2 separate regions of the Mus musculus genome follow, and region 2 is linked to region 1. A link is a contact called in public Hi-C data. All regions are on one chromosome and are shown on one strand. Each heading gives the region's core, a stretch centred on a gene start, on an enhancer-like site or on the middle of the called end of the contact. The rest is flanking DNA. Distances are from core to core; before and after follow the strand shown. Region 1 has its middle 3.2 kb from the start of Gm48249. Region 2 has its middle 42 kb from the start of Gm33510.

What was found. A called contact is a pair of places that touch in the nucleus more often than the background predicts.
Region 2: a contact with region 1 is called in a Hi-C map of bone marrow-derived macrophages, with 12 read pairs. The contact joins two enhancer-like sites.

The regions. Positions count from the first base shown.
Region 1 is chr10:20,287,500-20,292,256 of GRCm38.p6, reverse strand. No RefSeq gene overlaps it. Among named protein-coding and RNA genes, the nearest start is that of Gm48249, 3.2 kb to the right of the region's middle. Within about 2 kb of position 1,651, at least 66 of the 459 cell types and tissues checked have an H3K27ac peak or open chromatin away from gene starts, as enhancers often do. A contact at or near this core is called in bone marrow-derived macrophages, where this site is marked.
Region 2 is chr10:20,878,118-20,882,670 of GRCm38.p6, reverse strand. It overlaps the pseudogene Rps2-ps3. Among named protein-coding and RNA genes, the nearest start is that of Gm33510, 42 kb to the right of the region's middle. Within about 2 kb of position 2,965, at least 11 of the 459 cell types and tissues checked have an H3K27ac peak or open chromatin away from gene starts, as enhancers often do. A contact at or near this core is called in bone marrow-derived macrophages, where this site is marked.

The DNA.
Region 1 (4,757 bases), core at 402-2,901:
AGAGTTCTTACATCTTGATCCACAGGCAGCAGGAGAGACTGAAACACCCTGGCCAGACTTGAGCTTTTAAGATCACCTCCACTGTGACTCGGGCCACACCTACTACAACAAAACCACACTTCTAAAGGAGAGAGAGAGAGAGAGAGAGAGAGAGAGAGAGAGAGAATTCTCAAGTTGATTTTAACTTTTGTTTGAAAATGTAGTTAACCTAGAAGAGCCTGAACAAAGAAGAATGGATGGGGTGGACTCATTCCACTTAGGTCTTCTCTCTCCCTCTCACTCTCTCTCCCTCCCTCCCTCCCTCCCTTTTCCTTCCTTCCTTCCTTCCTTCCTTCCTTCCTTCCCTTTCTTCTCCGAGACAGGGTTTCTCTGTGTAACAGTCCTGGTTGCCCTGGAACTCACTCTGTAGACCAGGCTGGTCTCAAACTCATAGGCACCCACCTGCAGCCAGCATTGAGTCTTACTATGAACTAAAGTTACATTTAAGTGTGTTAATGATTTAAGTATGGACAAATAGTTCCACAACCAGAATAGATAGCGTAGAGATTGTCCCATGCATGTAGGATCAAGAGGCTTCTAAGTTGACAGACAATTAAATGGAGAAATTAAATGAAACTGTTCTGAGCACACAGTGCTGTCTACCAGGATTGCTGTGTCCTGGTTAGTTTTTAATGTCACCTTGACACTAGCTAGTGTCATCTGAGAGGAGGGAACCTCAACCGAGATCAGGCAAACCCATAGAGCGTTTTTATCTTGAATATCATCTGCAGTCATTTGGACAGTAACCTATGTGATTTACTACAGTTATGTATTTCATTGTACACATGTCAATTTGTCATAAGTTGTTGCTTAGATCTTCCTGATGTGGTTTATATTTTAAGCTTTATGTATCCCCTTATTATGGTCACTCAAAAGGGGTTATCAGCTGGATGTGGTAACTCATGTTTATAACTTCAGAACTTGGGGGGGGGGGGTTGAGGCCAACCTAGGCTACAGTGTTAGTTCTAGACCATGTAGGAGTATATACGCAGACCCTGTCACAAACACTAACAAACAAAAGAGGGATTGAAGCAATCGAAATGATAGAGGTAGAACACTCAGTGTCCACAGGCGGCTCCGGTCTTCCCAGCATTTACAGGGAATTTTTGTTTGTTTGCTTTAACATTTACTGCAATTCCACTGACGATTCACAGAGATTCCTGGGAGGAAACCCTGAGACAAGGCCCAGGGCCTGTCAGGAAACTTGCCTTCCAACTCAGGTGGACAAGAACCAAGGGCTTTGTCTATGAGAAGGTGAACAACTGCCCATAATACAGGAAGGGAGGTCCGACCCTAATCCTGCCTTCCTCTCCCCGAGAAACTGCTGACATTTAAGCCACAGCAGCAGAAGAGGCAAAGATAATTGGACAGTGTGCACCTGCCTGTCTGCTCGTACATTACAGGCGGTGAGTTGAGTTTGAGACGAATCCTTTTGTCAGTCGTGGGAAGCTAAGGATCCCCTCTGGGTAAATTGAGGGGACCCTCTCTGAGCATTGTAGCCCAGCTAGATCAAAATTAGGGGAGCAGAAGCCCTTATACTGGGCAGCCTCAGTGAGGATCGTGTCTACCGGAAAGGGTAGCAAGCTAATTCAGGGAATGAAGATGACCAGACTCAGCCGCTGAAAACGGACTGAACTATCGTCCTAGTAGCTCACTGCCGCCACCTCCTGGAGATGTAGGGACTTAGCCGTGCTGTTCAATTAGGTTTTTTTGTTTTGTTTTCTTTTGTTTTGTTTTTTTTAAAATAAATCCCATTGCCATTCTCATAACTGGCAATTAATATTGACACAAACAATAACATTTATCATTTTAAAATATTATATCTGGTGGCTAAAATACTACATTCTTTTTTATTTCATTTTTTAAAGAAAAATAGTTAACTACCCAGGGTCCCATTCTGCTCCCTCAATGTCTGCAGTTTAATACGATTTTTTGTATAAGATAAATTACAAGGAAAAAAGAGCAATATTTCCGCTTACCAGAAACCAGTTACTATAATGTACACTGCAGGTGTTCTATTTGGTGTTGTTTTTTATTTGTTTTGATAAGTTCTTACTCTGTAGCCCAGAAGGGATGCAAACTCTAGGTACTCCTGTCTCAACCTCCTGAAGGCTGGATTACAGGTCTGTGTCACCATTCCCACAGAAAACAAAATCTGGTTGTCGGCTTTGAGTGTGTGTGTGTGTGTGTGTGTGTGCGCGCGCGTGTGCGCATGCACAAGCAATCCCGTTTCAGTGCTGTGTGCATGCTTATGTTTACACATCCACGCATGTGCATGCATATGCACATAAAGACCCAAAGCTGATGTCAGTATCTTCCTCTACTATTCTCCACTGTTTTTACCGAGGCAATGGTCCAGACTGAACCGGCCGGAGCTTGCGGTTCTAGCCAGGCAGCTTCCTCTAGGCAAGCTCGCGCTTTATCCACTGAGCATCTGCCCAACCCTGGTTTCATTTATTTGTAACAGTGTAGTTCAGACTGGCATCAAACTCACTGTGTGGGCCAAGGATAAGCTCAAACTTTTGATTTTGCAGCCTCCACCATGCCCAGCTGTGTATATATATATATATATATATATATATATATATATATATAACCCATTTATAATGATACTAAGAAATAACAAAGATCTAACAATCTAAGAAAAGGTATGAGCCTTCTATACAGGAAACTAAAGTTCTGTGAGCTGAGAGAGAAATTAAAGAACATTTCACCATGACCGAAGCAACTCGAGGAAGAAAGGGTTTATTTGGCTTATGTTTCCATAGCACTGTTCATCATCAAAGGAGGCCAGGACAGGAACTCAGACAAGGCAGGATCCTGGAGGCGGAAGCTGATGCAGAGGCTGTGGGGGGTGCTGCTCACTGGTTTGCTAGTCATGGTCCGTTCAGCCTGCTGTCTGTAGAATCCAGAACCACCAGCCTAGGGATGGAGTAGGGTAAAAGGGCCAAAGGGTGGGGGGGCACTTTGACCCTGACTTGATCCCAAGACCAGGGCCAAGAAACAAGAGCCCACCAATCCCTGAGCACAAAAACCCCATCCCTGAGCATACACACACACACACACACACACACACACACACACACACACACACACACATCTCATTGATCCCTGAACAGGAAACCCCACCAATCCCTGAGCTCAAGACTAGGAACTGAAACCCCACCAATTCTCACCCTGGAAATCTCCCCGCCTCCCCACCCACCCCATCCCCACCCCAAGAAGCCATATATAAAGCTTGAGTTCTGCTCAGTACTTGGTTGCTTCTATCCCCAGTATTGGCAGTCTTCTGGTCTTTTCCTCCCAATAAATCTCTCGTGTGAGGTTTGTTGTGTGGTATGACTGTGGCATTCCTTGGCTTCCTACTGCCAGGATACCTCTCCAAGGAGAGCTATAATACCTTTTGCTTGGTAAACCTCCTCCTGTTGGAAGAGCTGAAACGCTTCTGTAGGGGAAACCTTTCCCTTCAAAGCTACTACAGATGAAACCTTCCATAGTGGGCTGGACCCTTCCGCATTGATCACTAATTAAGAACAAGCTGAACAGCTGAATCTTACGGAGTCATTTTCTCAATGAGGCTCCCTTATCTCTGTTGACTCTAGCTCTGTCAAGTTGACACAGAACCGGCCAGTACACCTGAGCAGGTCTGTAGGGCCCTGACAAAGGAAACTGGTAATCCCGGGTACCTACCACACATGGATTCTAAAGCTGGCTCTGGCTGGGGTCTGTTGTGACACTCCAGGTTCCTAGCATTTCTGAGCTGTAGTTTCACTTAAAAATGGTAACTGACTCTCCTAAAGCCTACCTTAAAATGGTGAAAATTCGGGCTGGTGAGATGGCTCAGTGGTTAAGAGCTCCGACTGCTCTTCCTAAGGTCCCGAGTTCAAATCCCAGCAACCACATGGTGACTCACAATCATCCGTAACAAAATCTGATGCCCTCTTCTGGAGTGACTGAAGACAGCTACGGTGTACTTATGTATAACAAACAAAGAAAGAAAGATTAAAAAAAATGGTGAAAATTCACTGAGAAATGAGAAAGATAAAAAAGAAGGGCTTATGGGGTGGGTTTACATTAAATTTTCCCATTCAGTAATGAGTCCTAAACTGCTCTCTTTCCAATTTTATTGTAATTTTTCCTTTTGGCAAAGCTAAGAGCAGGTAGGAGTTAAACAGAGATTTTAAATTCCTTGTGCTTGGCAAATGTGATCCTGGAATCTGGTTGCTTAACACAGAAAGATTCTGAGTTTGGTAGCAATCTGGGCAACATAGTCAGGACCCATCTCAAAAAACAAACAAAACAAATGAAACAAAACTGAAAAAAAATGTCATCTTTATAAGTAAACTTACAGAGTTAGGGTTAAAAGAGGAAAAAAGATAGACATGACCTTTATGTAAAGTTTTGTTGTAATTTCATGATAATTAAGTTTATCACTAATACTATACTTCTGGTGCTATTTGCCATTACATTTTTTGTGAAAAGTATTTCATATATATAGCAATACCTCAATGGACATTGGAGCTCAAAATTATATTATTTAGTGTGTGTGTGTGTGTGTGTGTGTGTGTGCCTCTGCAACTAACATGGAAGCAAAGGAGGTCAGAGGGTAACGCGAGGGAGTTGGGTCATTCCTTGTGCCGGGGTCACAGGGTCACAGGTCACAGGGATTGAGCTCGGGTTGTCTTCAGGCTTGGCATTTGTCGGCTTGCACTGGCTGT
Region 2 (4,553 bases), core at 1,716-4,215, 590 kb before region 1:
TTTAGTTTGTGATATTGTGTATAGGATACTTTCTCTAGTTGCTATTATGACAAAGTGAATGCTCCCTTAAGCTGGTTATGAATGGCGTCCATGCTCCACTAAGGGAAAATAATGAAACCATTAACAGGTTAGTTCAAATTAGGTTCTTCTCCCTTTGCTGGTCAGCCAGCCCTGTGTGATTGCCTTGGTTCTCAATTTTATAATGAAGTTCAGGGTCAGTGGGATGTTTCATCAATAAACCTCCTTCCTCATAAGCAGAAACTGCTCAGTTTGATTCCCAGAAGCTATGTGAAGAGACTAGAAATATTGTCACATGCTTGCAGTTCCAGGATGGAGAGAAGGAGACAGGCAGGGGACTCCTGTAGCATATTGGCCAGCTTGCCTAGGCTACGTGAAGAAGCCCTAGGCCAGGGAGATCCCTGTCTGAAACCCAAAAGCTGGAAGATGCCCAAGAAAGGACTTGAGAGGTTGTCCTCTGCTGTCTGCACATGTGCACCCTACACACATATGTACACATCTAGTGAGCCATGCACACACACACACACACACACACACACACACACACACACACAATCTATATGTTTACTGGTTTACAGAAAACAGATGTAATTATGAAATGATAGCTTTGGCACCAACAGGTCAGACTTGGTGGTATACATCTTTAATTCTAGCACTCAGAAAGCAGAGATAAGTAAGTCTCTATGAATTTGAGTCTAGCTTGGGCTACCCAGAGGGTTCCAGGCCAGCCAGGGCTACCTAGTAAGACTTTTAAAAATAACAACAAAAACCATTTTTATTTGTTATTGTGAGTAAGGTCTGTTGATGTAGGTCATGGAATTGTGAACCAATGACAGGTAAACAGCTTATCTGTATTATTTCTTAGGATGCATATGCCACAGGGTTTTTTAAATAATAGAGTATATTTACATCATCCCTTTTATCATTAGAAGGCTGAGGTTAAATAATACTAATGGCTAACACAAAATTCCTTAACTCAAGTTTTGAGGTTCCTAACTTACTTAATTCTATTGACAGATTACTGTTCTTGGTGTGTGTGTGTGTGTGTGTGTGTGTGTGTGTGTGGTGTTTTTGTTTATAGCAATACCTTCCTAAAGCCTATATGAAAATAAGAAAAAAAAAAACAAAAACCTTTTTAGTTAGCCAGCCTGAACTATGTAATGAGTTCCAGGACAGCCTGGGCTACAAAATAGAGCTCCGGTCTCGTGTGTGTGTGTGTGTGTGTGTGTGTGTGTGTGTGTGTGTGTGTGTGTCTAGGGAGTGAGAGTGGAAAGTTGATAATGAGTTCAATTTCTAGTAATAAATTTATTTATGAGATGAAACTGCTCAAAGCAATGTTAAAACCATCATTGGGTGAAAGGTCCCAGGGACTCAGAGTTGTTGCTTTCTAAGGCTTTCCCCAAGCATTAATGTTAATTTTGAATTCATAATAATAATAAAAGGAAATTTGTGTCCCATTGTCAGATATTATTAACTACTAATATGATAAACTGTTTTTAATTAACCAGAATACACTCTTGTAATTACCAAATGCAGACAATTTTGTTTAGTTCTGAGTAAAGTACAACAGCCTGCAACATGCCGTAGAGGTCCTTGCAAATTTTCCTGCCCCTGGCCTCCTGACCTTCCCACAATTCCCTCTTTATGCCCCCCTCACATCTCTGTTTTTCTTGCCTTCTGTAAGAATCTGAACCAACACAGTACTGCAGATGCAAGGAACAGGCTGATTTGATTGCACACCTTCCTCTGCAGCTCTAAGGTGGCCTGTGCTCTTTCTATGGACGATTTCCTACTGTGTGTGGGCCTCTAACTGAACTAAAGTACAAGGGTTACCATTTCTCTACCCTTTTAAGGACAGAGTGGAAAGACTCCAGTGTCTATAGAATTATCTATAGTTTTACAGAGAGAGTAACAATTTAGAATTAAAGTTTTAAGAATAGATAAAGTGAAATATTTAATATCACTTAGTAGGTCTATACTAGTGTGTGTATAATCACACTATTTATGGGTAGATGGTGCTCAGTGAAGGAATAGGGAGGAGATGCAGGCATGAAGTTAATACAAAAATTTGGCCAAGTGACTCTGTCTGCTCTCTGGTTTTAGCCTTAGCCTCTTCTGTCCCCAGTCACCTCCAGTTAAGCACTTCCTGCCAGGTAGCAGGGAGACAGGAAACACCATGTGCTTCCTGGCTCAGGTGGTGGCACATGACCATAGGGCAGTCATTCAGAGCAAACGCCCAATGCTGCCTGGGATTTGCTGACACTGTGCAGGATGACAGCACGATGACCCAGTTACGCGTCAAATTTCTGTCTCCACTCTATTATTGACTCCTGGGAGCACACTGTAGCATTCTTCTGACATCCAATTCAGTAAGTCAGAAAGGACAACTGTAGATTTGTTCAGGGAAGAGAAAGGTACACCCTGCTTAGAAGCAACGGGGACAGGGACGTGCAAACATTCTTTTGTCTTAAGGTTGGGTGTAGCCATTCAGGAGTCACTTGACGGAAGAAGAGCATTGAGGACAACTGTGGAAAGATCACCAGGCTCATGATGTGGAGAAGAGTGTACTTAGTCATCTTAGCTAAAGGAAGCCCTTATAGACTCAGCTTTGAGGTGAAGAGAAATATTTATGAATGGGAGTCATGAACTTAGATACATACTAGGCTCCTAAATATTACATAAAGTCACATATTTTATAAGGCAGAGCATGACTATAATGGAAGACATAGATAAATTATTTTAATGCAGATTTCTCATAAGCTATGAGAAGAGGGTCTTGACTTCTGTAGCCTCCGAGGATGGCTGCCTTCCTCCTCCCCTGCTCTCGTGAGGATGAGGTGGTATTGAGATTGTGAAACAGGAAGTTTTGTTTCCCAGTGTCAGACCATACACTGAAAATATTGAAGGCAGGGGTTCCGATGAGATGCGTCTGTGTAACTGTGTTCTCAGTTAGTCAAGTCACGTGGGCTAACTTAGTCAATCAGCCCAAGCTCCAGTTTCCTTGTCTGCTAAGTGGGGGTAGATATTAGTGCCTGACATGCAGGGCATCTGTCAGAATTCAGTGGGTGCGGCACGGTACAGTGCTAGGAATAGTTCATGTTGGCACATGTTCAAAACGACAGACTAGAGGCTTACTGGGAAATCTCACTACAACACTGTAGCTATCACTCCACTGTTCACAAATGGGCTGGTTATGACCATTTAAAGTTCTTCATTAAATTAGCAATTTATGATGGCTTAATCCAAATGCATGATTGGTGTAATGGGCTTTTAGCACAGAATGCAGTTTATAGCTTTGTCAAGGGGATCAGAAAGATGAGATTATTCCTCGCATTCTGAATTAGAAGCCTGACTGAGAAACTTAGGCAAGTGCTTCTACATGATAGGGAAAATAAGAAGAAATAGATTTTAATAGAAAATAAATAGAAATAGAAAATAAAGTAAATAGACTTTTCTATTTTGTCAACAAATATTCATTTTTAAATAATGGCAAGTGATGTAAAAGATAAAATAGGGGAATGTGATGGTGTGTGTTGGGCATCAGTCAGTGTTCTGCAATTTAGAGTGTGAGCTAAGCCTAAAGTCTAAATTATAATATTACTAGACAATTAAAACTCATATAAATATAAGCGATTTAAAAATGGGCAGGTAGTTTCTTCTTCTACAGGAAAATGACAATGGCGGATTATGCTGGTGCACCAGGATCACCAGAGGATCTGGGGGAGGGGAGGCGGGTACGGCGTTGGGCAGGATTAGGAGGCCGCAGGGCCCATGGAGGTAAAGCCTAAGACAAGATGACAAGGAGTGGGTCTCCGTCACCAAGCTGTGCTGTCTGGTTAAAGACATGAAGGTCAAGTCCTTGGAGGAGATCTGCCTGTTCTCTCTGCTCATTCAGGAATCTGAGATTGTTGACTTTTTTCCTGGGTGCAACCCTAAAGGATGTGGTTTTAAAGATCATGCCAGTGCCGAAGCAGACTCGGGCTGGCCAGCAGACCAGGTTCGAGGCTTTTGTAGCTAATGGGGACTACAATGGTTGGTCACAACAGTCACATTGGTCTTCGTGTTAAATGCTCCAAGGACATAGCGATTGCCACCCCAGGGGCCATCTTCTTGATCAAGCTCTCCATTGTCCCTGTGCGGAGAGGCTATGGGAATGGAGTGAGGGACAAGATAGGCAAGCCCCACACAGTTCCATGCAAGGTGACAGGCTGCCGTGTTGCTGAGTGCCTCTGTGTTGGTGTGTCTCCGTCCTGCCCTGAGAGAAACGGGTATCGTCTCTGCCTCTGTTCCCAAGAAGCTACTGATGAGGGCTGGAACTTGGTGACTGCTACACATCAGCCAGGGACTGACTGCCACCCTGGGCAACTTTGTCAAGGCCATCTTTAATGCCATCTCTCTGGAAAAAGACTGTGTTTACCACGTCTCCTTACTAGGAATTAACCGACCATCTTGTGAAAAACCACACCAGCTTGTTCAGAGGACCCAGGCTTCAGCTGTGGCTACCACATAAGCGTACTTATACAATAAGAATAAGG